Regions from separate parts of the Sus scrofa genome. Here region 1 is linked to region 2. A link is a contact called in public Hi-C data. All regions are on one chromosome and are shown on one strand. Each heading gives the region's core, a stretch centred on a gene start, on an enhancer-like site or on the middle of the called end of the contact. The rest is flanking DNA. Distances are from core to core; before and after follow the strand shown. Region 1 overlaps QSOX1 (sulfhydryl oxidase 1). Region 2 overlaps CEP350 (centrosome-associated protein 350).

Evidence for each region. A called contact is a pair of places that touch in the nucleus more often than the background predicts.
Region 1: a Hi-C map of liver shows a contact between it and region 2, with 6 times the contacts expected there. The contact joins two enhancer-like sites. A contact is called at or near these places in 3 of 47 Hi-C or Micro-C datasets (embryonic fibroblasts, heart right ventricle and liver).

The regions. Positions count from the first base shown.
Region 1 is chr9:121,788,323-121,793,874 of Sscrofa11.1, reverse strand. QSOX1 (sulfhydryl oxidase 1) reads right to left here. Exons shown (of 13, transcript XM_013989655.2): 3 at 4,418-4,518. Among named protein-coding and RNA genes, the nearest start is that of QSOX1, 12 kb to the right of the region's middle. Within about 2 kb of position 2,079, at least 20 of the 83 cell types and tissues checked have an H3K27ac peak or open chromatin away from gene starts, as enhancers often do. A contact at or near this core is called in liver, where this site is marked.
Region 2 is chr9:121,642,564-121,648,220 of Sscrofa11.1, reverse strand. It overlaps CEP350 (centrosome-associated protein 350), which reads right to left. Exons shown (of 43, transcript XM_021063750.1): 15 at 4,988-5,157. Among named protein-coding and RNA genes, the nearest start is that of CEP350, 55 kb to the right of the region's middle. Within about 2 kb of position 3,855, at least 1 of the 83 cell types and tissues checked has an H3K27ac peak or open chromatin away from gene starts, as enhancers often do. A contact at or near this core is called in liver, where this site is marked.

The DNA.
Region 1 (5,552 bases), core at 830-3,329, 150 kb before region 2:
GAGACTCTGCTCCAGCCAGGCCAGGCTTCTCAACTCTCCACAGTTCCTCCCACGTCTGCTGCTCTCACCTCCTCCCCTCCCCACACTTCTGCTCTCTCCCAACCAAATCCCACCCATCCTTAATCCCCCTCCTCCAAGAACACCTCCTGCCACATGCTGCCCCCTCTGATGGGGGAGAAAAAGAGATGGGTGAGCCCAGCAAATCCCCCCAGCGTTCACTGTGTACATGTAGCCCCCGCCTGTCGACTGGCTGGGGGCTCCCAGGGCCCCTGCAGAGGGCACTTTCCTGTCTGGCCGACCTCAACTGCGTTTCTGGCCAGGGTTTACGGTGAGCACCGTGCTGTGCCCCCAGCAAACATTCACTCAACAGCTGCTGATGGACGGACCACCTCAGACGCCGCATCACAGACGGGCTACCCTGCCCATGGGGCGATGAGAAGGATGACAAGTAACATTTATGGAGCCTGGAGTCATACACTGGGGTCTCTGCTAAAAACCTCAGTTCACACACGGCGACAATCCTCTTAGGTAGATATCATCATCCCATTTTCCAGACAAGGAAACTGAGGCTGGGCGGCTTCCTGAGTCACAGACGTAAGCAGGGGAGCCGGGATATGAAGTCGCATCAATTAGCTCCTCAGAACCTTATGAAGGGAAAACGTCTGTCCCCTCCCAACCAATGCTGCTGCTTCCAGTAATCCTGACCCAGCCCAGCCTTTGGCTACAAAGGGTCCTGTCCCATTACCCATGGAGGGGCACTCCTGTGACCATGACAAATGGTCATGGACCATGCCAGCCTCTAGGTCCCCGTGGTGCCAGGGGGAACCAGCCACAAGGCTCTCCCCGGCTCTGTTCTCTTCCAGCTGGGCCCTGGCTTCAGGCTGATGGGGCCCTGACATAGCTGGTCCGCCCTGCAGGGCCAGGTGTTTGCTAAACAGGCTGGGCTAGTGGAAGCGTAATGTTTGCTCACAGTGACAAAGGGCAGGAAGCAAAGGAAAGAGGACAATGACAGATGTCACTGGGGGTGGCCAGACTCTCGCATGGGTCTGTCCCCATCACCCCAGCAACACTCTCACTTCTCCCTGTTCAAACATGTCCTCATCCTAGAGTTTCTTGCAGCCTTTGTGGGAGGGAGGAAGGACAGGGGACAGAAGACAGAGGGACAGGGCTGTCTCTCCGTCCTGCTGACAGCCAGGCCCACCTCCAAGGTCTGCACTGCTTTCTAGGGAGTCCAGCCACGCTGCCCACAGGCACACCGGGTTCTCAATGGGCCAGAATCCCTGGAGATCTGGAATCTGAGGAGTGTTTTCCAAACACTAGAAGCAATCTAGTGGTAAGCTGTAAAATCGCTTTAGTGAATCACAGTATTTAAAAAAAATAAATAAATAGAACGGAAAATATCAGTGTGCTGCACTTACTAAGAATATGATTTTATGAAACATTTGTTGTTTAGGGATAACAGATACAAACCAATTTCTGGATCTCACGGTCAATACTGTGGGTCACAGGAGTGACATGTGTTCCAACAGCTCGGGCCTTAAAGCAGAGACCCACCAGGAGCCCGAGCCACTGTGCCCTAGACCGGAGCCCTAAGGAGAACCTGCCTACCTCTTCCTGCCCAAACTGAACAGCGGGAGCCTCGGAGGGCTTGGCCGAGGGAGGCCGCGACACTGGTTTCTGCAGCTCTTAAGAAATGGACAGGTGACTGCCAGCCCAGCCCAGCCTGGGGGGGCTGCCCATGTCCAGGCAGGGGGAGGTCAAGGAGACCAGCTCAGGGCCCTCCCCGCACCCCTCCCACAGGCGGCTGGGTGGCGGAGGAGATGATTAATCTGATTCATCGCTGGAGGCACTCAGGCGGCGTGTGCTGCGTGACTGGGGTAGGCGCTGAGAAGCTTCTGGATTGCCTGATGTACCTGGGCCGCCTGCTTCACACCCACTGCCTCCCAGACAGAAACAGAAAGCCCTCCCTCGCCTGGGGTGGGGGGGTGGGGTGCTGGCAGGGTTGCACCCCTGCGTGGAGTGCTCGCTGGGAGGAAAATCACTGGCCTGGGAGCAGGGACTCCGGCTGCCACAATGGTTTTCCCACAGCTTCCCGGGCGGGGCTGCCGGCCCTGGCTCAGCAGCAGGAACAGAGAGCTCCATCCGCCCCCTCGGAGAGTGTTTTTGAATATTTGAAGTTACAGACCTTGGGGCCAAGGACAGGGCAATGGCCCTGCCAGGGAAGTCTTGTACTCAAAAGAGAGGGTTGATAAACAATCTCTCTGCCACCACCTCTAAAGGTTACAGCCGTCACTGCTGGCTCAGGACACTTCCCCAGGCAGCCTGGTCCCAGCGGGCTGGAGCCTAAGCGGTAATGGGAGCAGCACGGCAGGAGGCTCGCCCCCAAACCCAGCAGGATCTCACTGGCTGCGAGAACAGACAACAGCCTGACATGGAGTTAGTGCTGGACGGGGGCTGGAGGGGGCCGGAGGCTTGCTTTTGAGAAGAATTCTACTTGGCATCACCAGGCTCAGATCCAGCTCAGGGTTCTGCCTGTCGACTGAAGGCCCTGACCTTGAGGCAGAATATTAATTCAGGTTGTTAGTGGAGGAGCAGGGGCTCCGATGTAGTCCTTTGATGTGGATTTTGATTAACCTTTGTGGCTGAAGGGCTCTAGGCAGTAACCCCTCCGCAGGCCTTGTCTTCTTATAGGAAATGCAAACTCCCCACAGACTTTGTTTACTGTAGGAAATGCGAATCTCTAGCCCACTCCTCCACTGATAAAAAAGGAATGAGAGGAATGGTGACTTAATCCAAGAAAAGGACAAAGAAACCATAAAACGTACAGGGGACTTTTCCAACCCTAAAACCCATCTTGGACAAGGACTGATACAGGTAATTGAGCAAGGCCAAGGGGACCCCATGTTGGTACCACCCCCCCATCTTTAGAGATAAAAATCCCTAAAGGACAATAGGAAAGCGGGGCTCTTCCCCCCCACCCCCCACCCCCCGTCCTGGGAGCTATTTGCTTTTCTTTCTTTTCTTTTTTTTCTTTCTTTCTGTCTTTCTGCCATATCTTGGGCCGCTCCTACGGCATATGGAGGTTCCCAGGCTAGGGGTCGAATCAGAGCTGTAGCCCCCGGCCTATGTCAGAGCCACAGCAACACAAGATCCGAGCCGCGTCTGCTCACACCACAGCTCATGCAAGCCGGATCCTTGACCCACCGGGCAAGGCCAGGGATCGAACCCGCAACCTCATGGTTCCTAATCGATTCGTTAACCACTGCACCACGACGGGAACTCCCAACTATTTGCTTTTCTTTAATAAAGACTCTGTTTGCTTGCTGCCTGTGTGTTCGTGGAGTTCATTCTTTGACTACCAAGAATCCAGATTCTGGTACCTTCTTTCCAGGATCAAACTCAGAGATATCTTATCCTGGGGACAATGGTTGGCTTTTCTATTTTCAAAGGCATGTCCTGATTATTCTTAGTGGCCACAGAGGAAACCGCTATTCCAGATGCCATTCTGGTGGGAGCACACTAATTATTTATTGCTGGCAGTAGAGAGAGATGCGATTTGGATTCTTTTGGAAGAGAACTGGATTATAGCTGGCCCTGAGCCCTGGGGAGGGCGCTAAGTTTAAAGGCAAAGCCTTGTGGCTCTGGGCTTCCCAGGGCCTCGGATGTGAGACCTTGGAAGTGGCCCAGATGTTGACTAAGCAGCTGATGCCCTGCGGTGAGCGGGCTGGCAGGCAAGGCATCATCAGAGAGCATATGCTACTTGCAGCCAGAGCTGGGGTGACGGGGCCCTCATGTGCTGGGTGTGACAACTCTCCTGATGGGGATCCCTGCTGCCTGAGACAGCAGGGTAAAGCTCTCCTGACAGGGCACTTCCAAGCCACTTAGATTCGAGGCACTTGCCTGATGAGGATGGGGCTTGCCAGTGTCTCTGGGGTCATTTACTGGGGGACCATGAGGCTCCCTGCATCTGATCCTGCCCACGGATGGGGCAGAGCCTGAACCCTGGTTTTACAGGAGTTAGACCAGCCTTCTACAGCTGGAAGGTCAGGAGGAGAGGAAAGAGGTCCCTGGGAGCTCTCGGCAGCCCAGGGGATGATCACGTAACAGCTAAACTCTGCCCATCCCAACATAACCACACGGAGCCCCCCTTTTCCCTTATAAGGGGGGGGGATTGGGCCAGACCGAGGGAACCTCTTTCTGTTCTGCCTCCCAACTCACATCCCCTTCGGCCTCTAAAATAATCAGCTCATCCAGGAGCAGTGCTCCAGGGGCTGTGATTTAAACAGGTCAAGCCCAGAAGCCTGGGAGGACCCTACAGAGCTCAGCAGCCGGGCAGATGCCAGCGTGGCTCAGAGCAGCAGGCAACACGCTCCAGCGGCGCTGCCCCCCAGGTCCCTCGCCCCTCCTGGTCACACACCCTCACAGTCGGGAAGCCAGGGATGTCAAATTCTCTGCAGACTGCGTTGTTGGTCTCCTCAGCACAGTCCAGGGCAGCGAGATTCAGCGCCGGTCTCCAGTCTGAAAGGACAAAGGACACGGAGCTAAGTGAGCAGGGCTGGCACCTCTGCCTGCTTCCCTCGCCCCCCACCCCAACACCGTGCAACACCCCACTGCCACCAACTCCCAGGGGACCTGCCCCCAAAGCTCTTAGGAGATAGGTCACCCCTTCCCCAGAAAAGGACCTCTGAGACAGTTGGGTTATTCTGCACACAGCCCATGCTGAGGATGCAATGAAATAGCACCAGCCACCTGCTCAGGAGGGCCATGCTGTCTCGTAGTGGCATCTGTCTTTCTGCATTATGCTCTGGTGGGGGAGGGGCACGGTGGCTGGAGGGGCTAAGAGGGGGGTGAGAGGCTCCTCTGCCTGCGGCAAAGCCTCGGGGACACTGCCTCGGTCCCTGCGGCCTGCTCTCCAGGAGGATCAGGTCCAGGAGGGTGAATGGCGAGCCTCAGCAGTTTCGAGTTCCCTTCATCCCTGATGAAGGCTTCTGCGGCCACAGGTGCTGGCAGTGGGCCCAGCCAGGGTGAGTGGGACATATGGTACTGGGGACAGGCTCTCCTGCCAGAGACCGAGGCAGGAAGTCTAGGGGAGGAAGGGAAGATATCTGAGATGGAGAAGCCGCAGGGAAAGAAGCCACCCCAGGCGGCAAGGCCTCCCTCCGCTGGAACTTACTGGCAAAGGGAACAATGGCCCCGTTCCGGGCCGCAGCCCAGGAGCTGAGAAAGAGAAAACAAACGCATCTACCAGGCAGACCTCCCGAACTCTGCTTCCAGGTCGGGTTCCCCTGGGGCACCCATCAACGTGCCACGTCACAGTGAGGCTGCTCCCTCCAGGAGGGTGGCTGTGCACGTGAAACCGGGCAGACGGTGAGGTGGTGATGGGCTGGTGCCACGTCCTGTGGCACCGGGCTCTGGAGGGATGTGGCAGCAGGAGAGACCAAGCGCTGGGGACCAAGCAGGGGCCTGGCAGGAAAGGTGGAAACTGAGTAGAGCCTTGACCATTAGTCGAGCTGACAGGGCACAGTGTGAGCAGCGAGGAGGGGACACCAGTG
Region 2 (5,657 bases), core at 2,606-5,105:
ATTAATTGAAAAGAAGTTTTTCAAAGGATTAAAACACAGGAGAGAAAAATGGTATCAGCTGCCAAGTGACCTAGACAATTCTTTAGAAAACTCTATGGTAAGAACCATGTAGCCAGATTCATAAGACTGTTCATATTCTCTGACTCAGAAGAGTCTTACTTAAAGGGGTATGTTAAGGAGATTACTGAAACAAACAAAATAAAAATTACGCATAAGTCAATACATAACTTTATAATACAATACAAAAATTTCAAGCTACATTTCCAACAACAGAATTGTCTAAATTACATAGATAACAGTAATGTGAGTATTTAAATAAAACTTTGTGATTTAAAATGCACTTTATATTATCTTATTGCTCCCATGAAGTGGGTACTGTATGCTTCATATACCAATGAGATAACTAGAGATCTCTGAGGCTAAATAACTTAAGGAAGCAGATTCAGTAACAGAAATATGACACACACCCAGGCCTCATTACTCTAAGTCTAGGGCTGTTCACATTGATGATATGTTTCAATAGCAGCATGGAAAAACATTTGCTATGTTTAAACAAAGGGTAGACAAAAGAATTGTGAAGACATTTTAATGGCAGTTTAAAAAGTTTTTAAATGTAGATATATGGTTAAAGACCAAAAGAAAAGAGAAAAAAAAAAAAAAAACCCAAGTATTTGGCACATCCATGTTCAAAGCAGCATTATTCACAATAGCCAAAAGGCAGAAGCAACTCAGTGTCCTTTAACAATGAATGCATGAACAAAACATGATATACACATATAAGGAAATATTATTCAGCCTTAAAAAGGAAAGATATTTCAGAGTTCCTGCTGTGGCACAACAGGATTGGTGGCTTCTGCATCGCCAGGACACAGGTTTGATCCCCGGACTGGTACAGTGGGTTAAAGGATCCAGTGCTGCCGAACCTGTGGAGTAGGTTGCAACTGCAGCTCAGATCTGATCCCTGGCCCGGGAGTTCCACATGCCACTGAATGGTACACTTAAAAATTGTTAAAAATGGCAAATACTACTTATTTTTACCACATAAAAAATAAAATTTTAAGGAGTTCCCTGGTGGTCTAGTGGTTAGGACTCAGTGATTTCACCGCTGCAGCCCAGTTTCAATCCCTGGTCTGGGAGCTAAGATCCCACATCAAGCCACTGCTCATCACATAGTCAAAAAAAATTTTTTAATAATTTTTTAAATAAAAATTTAAATTGCTCTATTATGCCACAGTAATAGTAATTAGGTAAAAATTCTTCATTAAAATTTGGTTAAAAAACGAAAAAATAAGGAGTTCTCTTGTGGCATAGCAGGTTAAAGATGCAGCACTGTCACTGCAGTGGCTTGGACTGCTATTGCATGGGTTCAATCCCTGACCCAGGAACGTCAGCATGCCATGTGTGTGGCAAAAACAAAATCCCAAAAGACCCTTTATTCATTTAATATATTTTTCTTTGAAAATTCATATTTAAAAATTGTTCTTGGCTTCAAACAACTAGAAATTGTAGACAATACAAGGAATGTTCTATGCAAGAAACATCTAAACTCTAATCAAAGGATCCGTATGCAAAGAAAATGTTTACTCTTAATTCAAAAGACTGCCAAATGAAAGTATATTTTCATGTTTTTAAATTAAATTATAATAATTTAATTTTCTTATGATTACCACTTTAATCTACCAACTATATTCAACTATAGTGAGCATGCAGACACTCTTTTTTACCACCAGATGGAGCATATACAACAAAATGTACACATTTGAGAACTTGGAATGAAGTATTAAATTTAAGCTGCCATTGTGGAAAGTAAAATATACAGATTTTCTTTTGTAAGGCATTGTGAGAGGGGATCAAAGAAACTGAAAGCCACAAAATATCACCTATATCTCATTTAATCACATTTTAGATTATAATTTTTTAAAACCTATACCAAATCACATTATTTATACATATCATGATATCTTCAGTTGTACAGTATATTATAGTAGATGGTAAACTTGATTTATGAGTTAGAACATAGAATTGCTAAAAAAAAAAAAAAAGAAAAGAAAAAAGAAAAAAAGGAGTTCCCGTCGTGGTGCAGTGGTTAACGAATCCGACTAGGAACCATGAGGTTGCGGGTTCGATCCCTGCCCTTGCTCAGTGGGTTAAGGATCCGGCGTTGCCGTGAGCTGTGGTGTAGGTCGCAGAAGTGGCTCAGATCCCGCGTTGCTATGGCTCTGGCGTAGGCTGGCACTATAACTCCGATCAGACCCCTAGCCTGGAACCTCCATATGCCATGGGAGCGGCCCAAGAAATGGCAAAGACAAAAAAAAAAATATATATATATATATATATATATAGAATTGCTAATAACTGGTTAATCACCTTAGGTGAGATACTAACATGACAAAATACAACAACCCCCAAATAAAAGAACTAAGCAAGTTAATAAGCACTTCCCAAAATGTGTTCTGCACATTGTAACACGCTGATTGAAGAAATGATTCTGTGGTCAAATAAATGTGAAAAATACTTGATACTACAGCCTCATCCTCCATCTAAAATAAAAAATGCATACTTGCATATTAAAATTGTTTATGAATCTTGTGAGAAAAAAGTCTGTTTCACTCTAAAAGTATTTCCCAAGTTTATGGAAACATGGAGCTCTTTTATCCTCAGAATACCTATGAAACAGCCTACTGTGCTGAATCAGTATTTCATAAGAAATGATACACTTTGGGTAGTGTTGATGAAATGATATCTAATGTTCCTGCCGAAGACTTTCAGAACACTTAGAATCTGCAACAGAGTTATACTAGGTTAATGATTAAAAAACAACTTCTCCTAGCACTCTTACATTGGAAGTAAACAGTTTAAATTAGCAATAGCTTTCTGAAGAGCTATTTGACAAAATACATCCAAATTTTAAGCATGGCATACCATTCTCCCATTATCTCACTTCTAGGATTTTTTCCTAAAGGAAAAAAAACCAGATTAATGCATAAAGATGCATTTGTAAGGATACTCAATGCAGCAGTATTTATATTACAAAAAAGAACCTAAATATCCAGCAATGGGGAACTGGCTAAATAAATTTCAATATATTCAAATAACAGAACACTAGGTAGGTACAATGGGTAATCTATATTCACTAACAGAAAGGTATCTGCAACCCAGTGACAGAACAAAACTGTGATCTCATACATGTAACATTTTCTATTTACATATGTCTACCCATCATCTGGAAGGATTCTTACTAAAAATGTTAACATTTCACACTCATAAGGATATCTAAGTCTTTAAAAAAACAAAAGCCAAAAAAAAAAAAACAGGAAAAAACAAGTGTTCGCATAAATGTGGAGAAAATGGAACTCCTGCACATTACAGGTGAGAATGTATTATGTTACAGCAGCCATGGAAAACTGTATGGTAGTTCCTCAAAAAAAATATAGACATGCCTTTTGATCCAGCAAGTCTATAACTGGGTATAAATATAAAGAACTGAAAGTAGTAAGTCAAACAGTATTTGTACAGCAATGTTATGTCCACATTATTCACAACAGCCGAAGAGGTAAAAAAAAAACCCAAGATGTCCATCAACTGATGAATGAATACACCAAATGTGGTATATACATATAGTGGAATATTATTCATCCTTAAAAACAAAAGACATTCTGACACATTCTATAAAAAACATGGATGTAAAGACATTATGCCAAATGAAAAAAGCCAGACACAAAAGGATGAATTTTGGATGATGTCACTTATATGAAGTATCTAGAGTAGTCAAATTCATAGAGACAGAAAGAAAACACCGGTTAGCAGGGACTGGGGGAAGGGAGGAAGAGGGAATTACTGTTAAATGGGTTCAGAGTTTCACCATGGGATGGCGAAAAAGTTCTGGAGTTGGGTAATGATGATGGTTGTGCAACTCTGTGACAGTACATTTGAAAACAGGTAAAATGATCTGTTATTTTATGTTCAGTATATTTTACCACAATAAAATAAAATCTAAAAAATGTTAATATTGGTTATCTCTAGATGGAAGAATTTAGGTGATTTAAAATTTTTAAATAGGTTTTCTATATTTATAGATTCCTGCTCCTTCTCTCTCTCTCTTTTTTAAACTCAATGAGCAATTTTTACTGTTAGAAAAAATAATTTTGGAAGCAAAATCATTCCCTAGGCACCATCCTGTGAGCTAAGAGGCCCTTGCCTAATCAGTATATCTTGTCATCTTAAGTATACAGAGCAAATTATAACCAAGAGTAGAAGGGGACTGAAAGGTATACTCAAGCACTCAAAAATAAGAGTGCCAAAGGGACAGCTACTGTGCCAAGTACTGAGATGTACACATTACATATGTCAGCTTCAAAATTATCATATGAAGCTTCTATTAGCAACTTTATTTTATAGATAAGGAAATTTTAGTATTACATTTAATGACACTCAGAAATGTACACAATATAAAGTTTAAAAAGTACTTACAAAACAATATGATGCCACTTGTTGTTGTTTTTGGCCCTGCCTATTGCATGTAGAAGTTCCCAAGCCAGGGCTGAACCCATGCCACAGCTATAACCAGAAACACAGCAGTGACAATACCAGATCCTTAATCCACTGAGCCAGGAGGGAACTCCTCACTTCCGTTTTTTAAATAAGGATGTATGTGGGAATATGCATGGTTTTATGTATATACTGGAAAAACGGGCACCAAAAATATTAATTGTAGTTATCTCTGAGCAGAAGAATCAATAGGGATTTATATTTCTTGTTTGATTGTTTATCTATAATCCTTAATTTTTATCTTATTAATGTATTCCTTTTGTATTGAGCAAAAGATTTATGTTATACATCAAAAGATATTGTGATGATAAATATGAAAGCCTATTAAATTATTATCATAAAGAAATTCATCTAACTTATGGAACCAAATCATAATTTAGATCACTACCACAAAAATCACTGGTTAGGGAAAAAAAAAAAAATGTAGAATTCCACTTACATTCCATCTTTTCCTTTTTTCCTTTCTTTCCTTTAGAAGAAGATGAACGAGATGATGCAGAAGACTGGGCCCCTGATGAGTGCTGGGAGGTAACATCCACAGAGGAAAGATCACAGGCAGACTTTCTGCTAGAATGGTCCTCCTGAATACCTAAACTGTTACTACCAACACTATCAAAAAACAAGGAATAGCGATTAAAGAAAGAAATAAAAAGTGTCCAATCAGAGCTAAATACACAGATATTCTAAAATATAATTAGACACAAGGAGAAAACTATTATCAAAGATGCTTTCCAATTCTTTTCCTATAACCATAAGCCTGGATTATTCCCTATGGCTCAATTTATTACTGAGAAAAGTCTCCGGCAGTTTTTTTATTGTTGTTTGTTTTTTGTCTTTTGTCTTTTTAGGGCCACACCTGCGGCATATGGAGGTTCCCAGGCTAGGGGTCTAATCGGAGCTACAATGCGGGCCTACGCCACAGCCACGTGGGATCCAAGCCGTGTCTGCGACCTACATCATAGCTCATGACAACACCAGATCCTTAACCCACTGAGCGAGGCAGGGATCAAACCCGCAACCTCATGGTTCCTAGTCGGATTCGTTTCCTCTGCACCACGACGGGAACTGTCTCCGGCAGTTTTTTACTAAAGTGGAACTAGTAAAAATGG